2 separate regions of the Mus musculus genome follow, and region 2 is linked to region 1. Evidence: chromatin contacts called from public HiChIP or PLAC-seq data. All regions are on one chromosome and are shown on one strand. The core of a region is the stretch at or near the end of the contact, and the rest is flanking DNA. Distances in the headings are between cores, read along the strand shown. Region 1 holds the start of Ehhadh (enoyl-Coenzyme A, hydratase/3-hydroxyacyl Coenzyme A dehydrogenase). Region 2 has its middle 35 kb from the start of 2510009E07Rik.

What was found. HiChIP or PLAC-seq counts read pairs in DNA pulled down with a chosen protein or histone mark.
Region 2: a contact with region 1 is called in an H3K4me3 HiChIP or PLAC-seq map of the SCID.adh cell line, with 16 read pairs. The contact joins the enhancer-like site here to the promoter of Ehhadh in region 1. A contact is called at or near these places in 5 of 39 promoter capture datasets (the C10 cell line, cranial neural crest, embryonic stem cells and 2 more), 1 of 15 datasets of contacts at CTCF or cohesin (the NIH/3T3 cell line), 4 of 115 datasets of contacts at active chromatin or transcription factors (the SCID.adh cell line, embryonic stem cells and memory CD8 T cells) and 1 of 9 other capture datasets (adipose tissue).

What each region holds. Positions count from the first base shown.
Region 1 is chr16:21,784,743-21,790,704 of GRCm38.p6, reverse strand. Ehhadh (enoyl-Coenzyme A, hydratase/3-hydroxyacyl Coenzyme A dehydrogenase) reads left to right here and starts at 2,871. Exons shown (of 7, transcript NM_023737.3): 1 at 2,871-2,998. The coding sequence starts at 2,925.
Region 2 is chr16:21,726,835-21,732,796 of GRCm38.p6, reverse strand. No RefSeq gene overlaps it. Among named protein-coding and RNA genes, the nearest start is that of 2510009E07Rik, 35 kb to the right of the region's middle. Within about 2 kb of position 2,271, at least 3 of the 459 cell types and tissues checked have an H3K27ac peak or open chromatin away from gene starts, as enhancers often do. A contact at or near this core is called in the SCID.adh cell line, where this site is marked.

The sequences.
Region 1 (5,962 bases), core at 1,622-4,121:
AGATGTCAGGAGGTAAAGTGTCAGTCGGTCTCTGTTTTCCTCTGCTCCCCTCCTCAACCCCTTCTCTCCTTTGACCTACTGAACTATTACCTACATTTGAGTGCCCCAAGACTTTGGGAGCTGATAGGTCTTAAACATTTGCTGAATGAGTAAAAAAGTAAATAAATTACAGGCATAGGTCTAGGCTTTTCTCTCCACCTCTATTGTCCTGCCCTTTTACCTATTAAAAGAACTTCTTTTTAAAGCATGAGTGGGCTTAGATGAAACAATAGAGAGGAATTTAGAAAGAATGGAGAGAAAGCCATTGCATCATCCTTATTTGCTTGTTTTTTTTAAAGATTTATTTATTTATTATATGTAAGTACACTGTAGTTGTCTTCAGACACTCCAGAAGAGGGAGTCAGATCTTGTTACAGATGGCTGTGAGCCACTATGTGGTTGCTGGGATTTGAACTCTGGACCTTCGGAAGAGCAGTCGGGTACTCTTACCCACTGAGCCATCTCACAAGCCCTATTTGCTTGTTTTGAGGCCTCATCTATATAGCCCAGGGTGGTCTCAAACTCACAGTGATCCTCCTGCCTCTACCTCCTGCATATTTGGATTGCAGGCTCGAACCACTGTAGTACCATAACACCGTGTTCAGCAGAGCCAATGCCAAAACACTATGGTTTTGTGATCGGACTTACTGTAAAACACAAGATGATAACAATGATCAAAATGGCCACATACTGTTATTGTTGTTTTATTATATTATTACTTTTGGTGCACGCTTGAAAACTTACATAATGCAAAGTTAAAATGATAATGGTCAGTAGTGACTCATGAATATTTTCCTTCCTTTCAATGAGACTGAATTTAAACTATACCAAGGAATCCTTGTCTGATAGAAAACAGATTGAGCTTTTCAGTGGATAAGGATCTGGAGATGGTAAGAGATAGCCAACCCTGTTCTTCGAGTAGTTAGAGACCTGCATGGTCCAGCAGGCAAAAACTCAGTATTTGTGACAGAGTTCAGCATTTACCCTCTGGGCACTGTAGTGGTTTCAGGGCTTATAGTGATTTTTTTTGAAGCATTAACAAACCTGAGATACCCTGTGAACATAGGATGTAAGATGACACAGTTGCTACAGTGAAAGAGTGAGGTGCTTGCCTAAGACAGTGATATCCTATGAAGTAGCACTGTGTATGTAGTAAGAATTTTGTTTCTTTTTTGAAAACAGTTATGGTGTGTGAATATGTTTTGTTTTAGTCCCAGGTGTGGAATATGGGGTTGCTCTCACAGCAGCTGACTATGATTCGTCTCATGCTCTGGCAGGGGTGTGATTCTGCCAAAAAAAAAAAAAAATTAGTTTACATTTGGAATTCTGTGGACTCTTGAAAGGGTATAAAAATGCCAGAGACCCAGAAGCTGTGGAGGCTGCTGCCCCCCTGCTGCTGCTGCCGCTGCTGCCTCCACCACTGCTGCTGCTGCTGGTTCCTGTTGCTGTGAGCAAAGATGAGAAGAAGAAATTGGATATCCTGAAGACAAAGACTGGACTTGCCCCTAAGGAACTTGATGCCCTTAATCAGCAGAAAGTAGTCTAAACAGATCTACGCCCCCTTTCCCTCTAACTCTCTTTCTGACTGACCTAGTGTTGTGGGGTTGGAAGGGATTGGGGTGGAGAAAGATAGTAGGTAATCCAGGAACGTAGCCAAAAGTATGGTTACATTTGTAAGACAAAATAAGTAAAATAGAAGGATATGGAAGATCAAAAGACTATCTACACACAGCAACACGGTAGAACCTGCTTAATTGGCATCCATGAACTCAGCAACTTTGGAACCCATGCTTGTAGACAATTCTGTACCATTAGGAAAAGAGAACCCACTGTGCTGCCACCTAGCTGTATCCCTATTCCTCTGCCACTTACAGAGGGACTAAGTGATAGGAGGCTTTGCTGTTGAGGAGCACTGGCAGAACCTGATTGGAACTGCCCTTTGAACTTTGTTCCCTAAATGCCTTACTTGCCTTTCGCTGGTTCTGCTCCCACCGAGGTGCCAACTGTAAACATCCAAGCCATTTAATGGATTTATATTAAAGCCTTCACCAAGAACCCACTGTGGGAGACACCACAGAAAGTTCCGTGCTCAATTAAAATAAAAGTGCAAACCTAATGGCCAGTGACCGAGTCCTACAGATGGAGATTATAAAGTGTCTTGAGATGACTCCAAAGAGGGCTTATTATCGATCCTTGCTCCAAGGGGGTGGGGTGTAATAAGGCCACTCAGTGCTATTAAACCTTGAACTCTACCTGCTCAGGTTCCTAGGATGCTGGGACTGATTTCTCCTAGACACCATACCTAGAAGTAACATTCCTAGAAATAATATTTAGACATTGTTAAAACTTGTGAAACATCAGTGAAGATTTACAAGTACGGTTTTACTTGTCAACCTGCACACTGTCTTCTGTCCACTTGGTGGACTTTGGCAACCAAGAGGAGCCATGCGCAGCTGGAAGGACCGTGCCCCAGGCTGTTTTAGAGGGAAGAGACAAGGCATGGTTTATTGTCAGGCTGCAGCCTACGTCCAGCCCATAATATGTGTGCAGTTCCTGGATGAACTGTGAAAAATCCCAGCCTTTAGGAGGGACAGAACTAGAGAAGGCCGGGGCTTCGTGCCCTGGTAAATGGCTGTTTTGTGAACATGTGATTGACGTTGGTGGTGTGACCCAGCAGTTTGGCTTGCCTGTGGACATTCCCTTTGGAAGCATAGGAAGATCGCGCTCCTTGGAGCGCAGCCCGCCCCAGGGAGCACGAAGTGCAAGGGGCAGGAGGCGGTAGCAGCGGCTCCCATTGGCTCAGAGCACGCCCCTCCTCTCAGGGCGGCCCAGAAAAGGAGCCCCGGGCTGCCCCAGACATCAGAGGCGCAGGATACCTTGAGAAAATGGCTGAGTATCTGAGGCTGCCCCACTCCCTGGCTATGATCCGCCTCTGCAATCCACCGGTCAATGCCATCAGGTAACACCGCCCGGACAGTGGGGTGTGGCGGGTCTAGGAGGGGGCTTGTCTCAGCTGGAAGGGCGGGCCAATGAGCAGCTGGCTCCGGCCTTCCTTCTGTCAGCTGTTGACCTCACTGCGAGGCCCACGTTTGGTTCTGGCGAATCAGGAACTTACAAAGGTGAGGTTGATGCAGCAAGTGTCTGCTTGAACCCCTTCCTGCAACCTTACTGCCGGCTTGCAACCCCAGCGTCTCTGTGATGCCAAAAGCTATAGTTAGCTGACTCGTAGAAAAGCAGAGTTTAGTGCCTTGAGTGTCAACTCTCCCTGTCAGAGGAGGCCTACTGGATAGTATTTTCTGAAAAGCTGAAGTTTCATTTACACCACCTGCAGTGCCCTCCTGTGCAATGCACTTAGCACATTACTATTATAAATGAGATCTGTCTTCTTGAAAAAATGATATTCATTTACCCTGTTCACTCCATATCACCGGCGAATAGAGTATAATTCTATATTAGCCTCAGGAGGAGTCACCCATACATTGCAGAAGTGGTGGACAGGATTGTGACAGATACTGTATAATTTTCACTGGTGAGACCTTGCTAAAACCCTTTTCTCAGGTGAGACCTTACAGTCTAAAGGACAAACCTAGGTACAGTTCCAGCCCTGTTCACTCTGCAGGGGACCAATGCAATGGATTTAGGCTTACTTTCAGAACAGGGTGGTGCGCTGGGGGCAGGTTGGGGGAGGGGAGGGCGGGGACAGGAGCATGAGTGACTTTAGAACTGCCACATTGGAATCAGCCCTCCCCAGCAAAGATCATGACTCCCCGTGGCAGTTAAGAACCCCTTCCCCAGCCGAGCGTGGTGGCGCACGCCTTTAATCCCAGCACTCGGGAGGCAGCACTTCTGAGTTAGAGGCCAACCTGGTCTACAAAGTGAGTTCCAGGACAGCCAAGGCTACACAGAGGAACCCTGTCTCGAAAAACTAAAGAAAAAAAAAATAAATAAAGAACTCCCTCCCCTAATCCTTCCCTACCTATATCCTCTAGTCCTTCCTAGAGACCCAAGGGTACAATTAGGGCAAAGAGGGGTGGCTGGATAATCAGAGTGTTCTGGTCCAGTCCTTCTATGAAAGTCTACCACCAACAAGCCCAGCATTGGCGATCTTTGGCAAACAGGCTCAAGCCAAACTTGCAGCAGTTTGGCTGGGAGAATAGTCCTGTACAATGGATGAGAACAACTAACCGTTCACCCGAGAGAGGGCATCTGTGACCGGCCAAGTAAAGGATTCCACCCACGTCTAGCTCGGTAGATTAGTGACTTTACTGAGGTCAGTTACAAGAGTATAGTTGCTTCTGAAACAACGGAACCCCTGGAAAGCCCACCCCAACTCGTGAGGAGCCCCCTCCTCACAATTGCTTCTCTCCTGTAACTTTGGAGACGGATCTTATGAAACTTACAGGTTTCTGAGCTTCCTGGGGCGTCTTAAACATCAGTAGATGTGTTTAGCTTTCAGTGCCCTGTCAGTCTCTTTAGCGTCCCCAGTCTTAGCCCCTTCGGGAGGGAATGCGTCAATCCCAAGGAACTAGCAGCACAGTAGCAGAATAAATAAAGTAAACATAGGCCATTTGAAAATTCCCACCACCAGCTGCTGGAGCAAAACCAAACAGATGCCGGGGTGGCACACACCTGGAATCGAAGCATTCAGGAGACTGCGGCAGAAGGAACTGTTGATCTATTCAGACCCTGTCTCAAAAAAAAAAAAAAAATCTTAAAAGCAAGCAAACAAACAAACAACAGAAAAGAGGAGACATGTTCATTTTAACTGAGATTTAAAACCACACTGTTATTAGATTTTATTTTTTAAACTTAATTATTATTATTATTTTATGTGTATGGGTCTTTTACCTGAGAGTATATCTGTGTATCACATGCCCTGGTACTCATGGAGGCTAAAAAAAAAAAAAAGAGAGAGTTTTTTTTTTAAGATTTATTTATTTATTTATTATATGTAAGTACACTGTAGCTGTCCTCAGACACTCCAGTCAGATCTCGTTACAGATGGTTGTGAGCCACCATGTGGTTGCTGGGATTTGAACTCCTGACCTTCGGAAGAGCAGTTGGGTGCTCTTACCCACTGAGCCATCTCACCAGCCCCCAAGAGAGGTTTTTGTTGTTGTTGTTTTGGGTTTGTGTTTGTTTGTTTTGTAACAGCGTCTTTGTAGTTCTGGCTGACCTGGACTAGCTATGTGAACTAGGCTGGCCTTGAACTTGCAGAGAGCCACTATCCTCTGTCTCCCAATCACTGGAATTAAAGGTATGTGCCACCACACTTGACTTAATACTGTACTTATGTTAATATGAAGGATGGCATTGATTAATACATAATGTGCAAAAATTACTGGCTACTTTGGGCAGGGCAGAAGCAAATTATTGATCATGCCAGTCTCACTCTTGATCTCAGCCCAGAAACCAGGAAGTGGCTACAGCACGTGATCTCACAAAGAAAGCATAAGCAATATGGCTCCGTATCCACGTGGGGCGCTCATGTACTGATAGGATTACTTGATAGAGGGATTCTACTGAACTCTCTGATCCTGAGTACTATGTCCATCAAGAGGTCAGGAGGGAAATGTCCCACAGTCTCACAACCACTCCTGCTGGTACTCTCTGGTGTGTTCCTAGCATTTAGCCTGCTATGTCCCTCCCCAATCAGGAGAAATCTTAAGGTAAATGCAATGGAGATTGTATTGTAAATGACTCCACACTTTTAGGACCTCCTTGTATCTCTGAGTAGCCTGTGGTCAGTCCCCTGCAGTAGTCCCCTTGCTCAGTATTTGCTTCAGCCTCGTGGAGATCTTTTTTTCTCTTAGACCCTACATGTTCCCATGTTTTCCTCTGAACTTTAATTTTAGGTAAATTGTTCACCAACTTTAACAGCTTAGCATACTTGTTTTCTACCTTATTATTATTATTATTATTA
Region 2 (5,962 bases), core at 1,022-3,521, 57 kb after region 1:
GGTTGTGGGGAGCACTAGACAGGGAAATAGCAGGGTACAAATGATCTGGTGGGGAAAATAGAAAAAACAGGGGCCCTCTAATTAGAGAGGAGGGAGGGAGATAGATATAGAAGGATTGAGGAGGGTAGGATAAGACCAAGGATGTCTAAAAAAGCCACAAGGTACCATTCTATTAACTATCTACCTACAAATATCTATAGAATATAAGTCATATAAGCATACATATAAAGTTTAAATGAAACTTTCCCATCTATCTAGACTGACAATCCTCCCTCCAAAGATCCAAAGACCATTAACAACAACAACAATGAACACCAAGCACAACAACAACAATGAACACCAAGTCCTTTTTTGAGTTGGCCATGGTTGGGCAAGAGAATCTACAAGCATTATAAGCTACTGTTAATGCCTTTGTTTGATCCCCCGATGTAGAAGGTAAATCACAGGACCCAGAGGCTCCTGAGCTCTAACTGACCTGTAAGCGTCCTCCCTGAGAACTTGCTTTCACAGCACCAGAAAGCACTATGCAAGCTTCCAAAAGAGGGAGGCAATCAACAACCAACCCATATATACATACAGCAATCATCATATGCAAATAGTAGCACCCATACCTTAACACTAACCAACAGCTTTCTAACTAGATTCAACAAAAGAGTAAACGTGCTTGGTACTAGAAACCTAGTCAACTAGCTACTAGGACTAGTACAGTCATGGATATTCAAGGGAAAACCTAGAACCACCACCTTACTAAACAGCGCAATTTCCAACTACATTCTATGTAATTGTCTTTATAACCACAGATAAGTGTAGGTTTCATCCCTCGTTACAGAAACTTCTCTTTACATCATACCGAGACCATGACAGAAAACCACAACCAATCCAATGCAGAGTTCTGAAGCCCAGTTCCAACTGATACATCTATAACCCAACTCGGGTGCCTACGGTTCAGTGGGGGTGGAAGGGTTGTGAGAGACATGATCAGGAAGTTTATGTGAGATTATGTTTCCTAAGATTGTCAGAAGCTACACCCATAAAGTCTCACCGGCATGGCTGTCTAAACCCGACCTGGACAAGGACAACAGCAACAGACACAAAGCCTCAACCTTCGACAAAGTACTGTGAGGTAAGCCACCAGAGACCACCACATGGGGACTCTTAAAGCTGACAAGTAAGTCTTTATTGCCAGCCAGTGGCTGCACAGGGAACTTGCCCAAATCACGCATCCCTGAGCTTCGCAGCCCTTTCTTTGTCTTTTATGCACAAACCCCCACATCCTGGTTGGTTCTTCAGTAAGCAAGATGTGGAACTACAGATGCCAAAAAGGAAGGGTGGTACATTTGGGGACTTTCCTGGGCCGATGGCCAGGTCTTTGATGGATTAGGTTTTTGCTCCCATTTTTGGCAGGTGTTGGGACCTACTTTCTGGGTTTTAAGGTCAGAATGATGCTCCTGACATGGCATCAGATATGCTAAGGTCTAGGGACCAACTCCAAAAGAACTGAGGCAAATCAGGAAAGCTGAGAGCAGGAGAAATAGTCTTCACCGGGAACAGCACATCAATTAGTTATCAATACGAATGGGTTAATCCTGAAAACACACACATACAGTGACAGTATACAAATTGAGCAGGGCTTTTTTATGTGTGTAAGAAAATAGATGTAGCCGGGCGTGGGTGGTGGCGCATGCCTTTGATCCCAGTGCTCGGGAGGCAGGGGCAGGCGAATTTCTGAGTTCGAGGTCAGCCTGGTCTACAAAGTGAGTTCCAGGACAGCCAGGACTATACAGAGAAACCCTGTCTCAAAAAACCAAAACCAAACCAAACCAAACAAACAAAAAGATAAACCAAAATAATAATAATAAAGGAAAGAAAATAGATGTAATAACAAGAAAAGAAAGAAGAGGACATAATTTGAAAGAGAGCAAGATTTGTGAGGGTTTACAGGGAGAAAGGGAAGGAGGAACTGATACAACAATATTATAATCTCAAAAATTAAGTGTTTTTAAGATCCCATCTTACCCACCTCCCCCTCTTACCCGTCCTGCTCCTGTCCCCTAGGGGGTGGTCCCAAGGGTGTGAGAGCAGGATTGCTGCCCTGCCTCTTGCTGGCTGCAGCACACAGGACAGCATCCCACCCACCCTGACTGAGCAGCACAGTGGAGGTAGCCCTGTTGGCAGGGGCACAGGTGAACCGGTCCTACCCATTGTTTGCCAAGCAGTGGTGTGGGCACCAGAAAGATGCACTCCACCACCACCAGTAGGAGATCTGGCCCTGTTCCTCGCTGGCTGCAGCATTTGGGAGAGCAGCCCTGCACCTTGCCTGGACAAAGCAGGATAGCTAGCCCTGGTGGTGTGGGTGCAGGGGTACTGGAGGACTGACCAACTTAGATTCCACCCAGGCGCAGATCCAGGGCTCTGAGTTGCCTCACTTTAACATCTACCCCATCTGTGAACTGCTGGAGCACGTGAAAGGGCCGATCCTGCAAACCCAAAGCTGTAAGGTCTTTATGATACGGGGCAACAACAGGATGTCTGAGAGGAACCCCTGTATGGACCCAGTATTGATGGTGTGGCAGAAGCCAGAGGCCTAAAACCACACTAGTGACTCATGGCAATGGACATTTATAGGTAAAGATGTGTGGACAAAAGGGCACACCATGTAACACACCATGACACACCACAGCTTCCACCGTGAGCTGGTTTTATTTTAACTTTATTTATTTATTTATGTTGTTTTTATTTTTTGTTTTATTTTGTGAGGAAGGTTGCAAGGGCAGAGGACAGATATGAGGGACGGGGAGATGAGTGGGATTGGGGCTCATGATGTGAAGCTCACAAAGAATCAATAAAAATCTTTTTAAATCCTACCTTAAAGTTTGTTTCCTAGACTAGCTTGTCATCTCCTCCTGTGGACCAGGATCCCTTGGGAAAGCCTCTGAGATCTGGTTGGCCATGTAGAATCTTCTGGCGTCTGTCTTGCTGGTGGATGCTCTTGAGACTATACCTGTGGGGAAGCAGGCAAAGTGAGGTAAACAGAAGATGTTGGGCTGTGATGCGAATGCAAGGGAAGCAGCCGTGGTCCCCTTGGGGAGCTGCGAGGCTCAGGATGCTCTGCAGAGGTGTCCTGAATGGATCAAGGGAGATGAATGTTTGCACCTCACTTTGGGCTTTTATGTACGTTGTCCCTAAGAAAGAAAGATAGCATTGGACGGGCTTCCAGTCAAAGCGATATCCTCTTCCCAAGCCCTCTCAGCATCAGGGATATTGAAGATGGAACCCAGTTAGTTCTGCCTTGGAGACCAGCATTGCTTTAATCAGTTTTATCTCCAGTTTCACTGTTCACAAGAAACTCAAGCTCCCTGGTGTTTCTCACCTGGACTCTCATCTATGTGTGTATCCAGTGCCTCTCAACCCCCCACATCCTCCTTATTGGCTTCCTAGAATCTGCAATGTATAGCCACAACACCCAGACTCTCAAAATGTTCCCTGAACATTCATTCACCTTGGAAAAAATCCTTAGAGCATTTGGTCAGGGCTCCAAAGAATAGCTTGTCTTGCCAGCTTCTGAACAATGGAGAAGCAAGAGAACTGTCGACTGTGGAAATGAATATATCACCATGGGTTTGAAGGGTAGTAACCCTGTCAACCTAGGACTGCTGCACTGGCTAACGCAGCCCCCACATGGCACAGTGCCACTGGACCACATTTACAATGTCACCTTTTCTAAAGGCCTCAGGTGCATGTTTCTATAATTTAGATCTGGTCCCCTGAAGACCCCTGTGCTAAAGGTGTGGTACCTGCTGTGGCCCTTTGGGAAGGTCTAGACTCAAAGGCAAGACACTGTAGGATATCTTAAGTCACTGAGCCTGTGTCAACATTCACAGGAATGTTGGGAGCTCTGTACCCTCTCAATCCCCTCCATGCTGCCCATAAATTGAAGATCTTTGTTTCATCGGGCATCATGGTGTGCTACCTTCTCATGGACCCAAAGCAGCAGAGCTACCTGGTTATAGACTGGATACCACCCCCCCAAAGTGAGACAAAGTAAACATTTTCTCTTATTAAGTTGGTAATCTCTGGGCTGGAGAAATGGCTCAGTGGTTAAAAGCACTGACTGCTCTTCCAGAGGTCCTGAGTTCAATTCCCAGCAACCACATGGTGGCTCACAACCATCTATAATGAGATCTGACTCCCTCTTCTGGTGCATCTGAAGACAGCTACAGTGTACTTAGATATAATAATAAATAAATCTTTAAATAAAAATAAAGTCATAAACCAAGGTAACTTTAGACCACATTGCTATTGGGGGTGCAGAGGGGTTTGGACGCTATTCCATAGGCCCAAGAAGCTCTCTTAGCTCTTGGATTGGCATAAGTGTTCTGCTCAGTTGAAAGCTTCGAATCAATGGGGTTTTTATTTATTATCACAAGGCGTTGCTTCAGATTTAGAATGGGGCAAGAAATGGCTGCTCCAGAATGCTAAAGGTAGCCCTGGATAAAGTAAAGCCTTGGACCTTTATGTGTCCAATCTCTCCACGGTACTGAGATTCCAAGCCGTCCGTCAGTCTCCGCAGACACGAACGCTCCTCCCAGGAGCTCACTGGTCACAGCCAGACTCAGCTTCTTTTCAGGTTTTTGATCACTTAGCTGCCCAAGCATCTATAGCGCCACATGATGAATAGCTGGAAAACGAAACAAAAAGTGTAATAGAAAGAAGCTGCTTTTTACAAGAGCAGGAGGTTTTCTCTTCTCCACCAGATGGCGCTGTTGAGTAGTTTCTGTAAAAGTTCCAAGTTGGCCATTCAGTTTTAATATCTAGAGGATAAGCCACATGTTCCGCAGTGTTTTTCTAAACTAACATGTTTTATAAACTTAGATAGACTTTTATGGGACTCTTGAGACTTGTGGGTGGGCAAAATTTGGGTCACTCTCTTAACCAATAGGCAGGATGACTGGGTGAATATTAGTAATAGAATTTCAACAACCATCATGTATTTGGCACCTAATAATAGTGTGTGTGTGTGCATATGCGCACACACACACAGGCCAAAGGTTAACATCACATATCTGCTTTCATGACTCTCCATCTTATTTTCTTTATTTTGAGGCATGCTTCTCACTGAAACTGGAGCTTACCACTTCAGCAAGGCTAAGTGGCCAGCAAGCCCTGAAGAGTCCTAGCCTCTGGCTCCCAGCCATACAGGTAGGTGCCACAATGCCCAGCTTTATGTGGGTCCTGGGGATGAAGCCCAAGCCCTCTTACTTGCCCAGCAACATTTTACTGACTGAGTCACTGCCCAGTCCCGCGTCCCCCATAAGGATTTTTAAAAATGAGATGTGGTCTTATATGTACCACAGTCTAGATTCAAATTCATGATTTCCCCTGCCTCAGCCTCCCAAATGCTGAGATTATAGTGCAGTGCACCCTGCCTAGTTTCTGATAACCTTTCTCAGACTTAAAAAAAAAAATCTGTATGGCAGATAAGTGTAGCTGTCAGCCTTCATCAAAGAAGATTCTTTTTGTAGTGGACAGAAACCATTACAGAATGCCCCCAACTTGTCAAAATGCAGAGAAAAATGGACTGTGAGGTGCAAAGCCACACCTGATGCATTCACAACACAATCCTTACGCCTAAGACTTGGGTTTGGAAAGGCTGTAGGAGCCAGAGGACCAAGAAGCCTGCTGCAAGACTGGGTCTTCTAATCTATGGCCATGAGATCTAAACAACACGGCTGTTTAAACAAGAGCTCAACAGTGGCAATCCTGGCTGACGAGTCGTCGTGGGGATGGGGAAGTCACATGTCACAAGGGGCTCCACCCCTAGATGAAGAGTTACAGACAATTAAAGACTGTCTAGGGTGGCAGTAGACTTCCCCAGGCATGAGCACCCTAAGTTGTTAGTCAACCCAAAGTGTGTGTGTGTGTGTGGCTGTGTGTGTATCTATATCTATATATCTATATATCT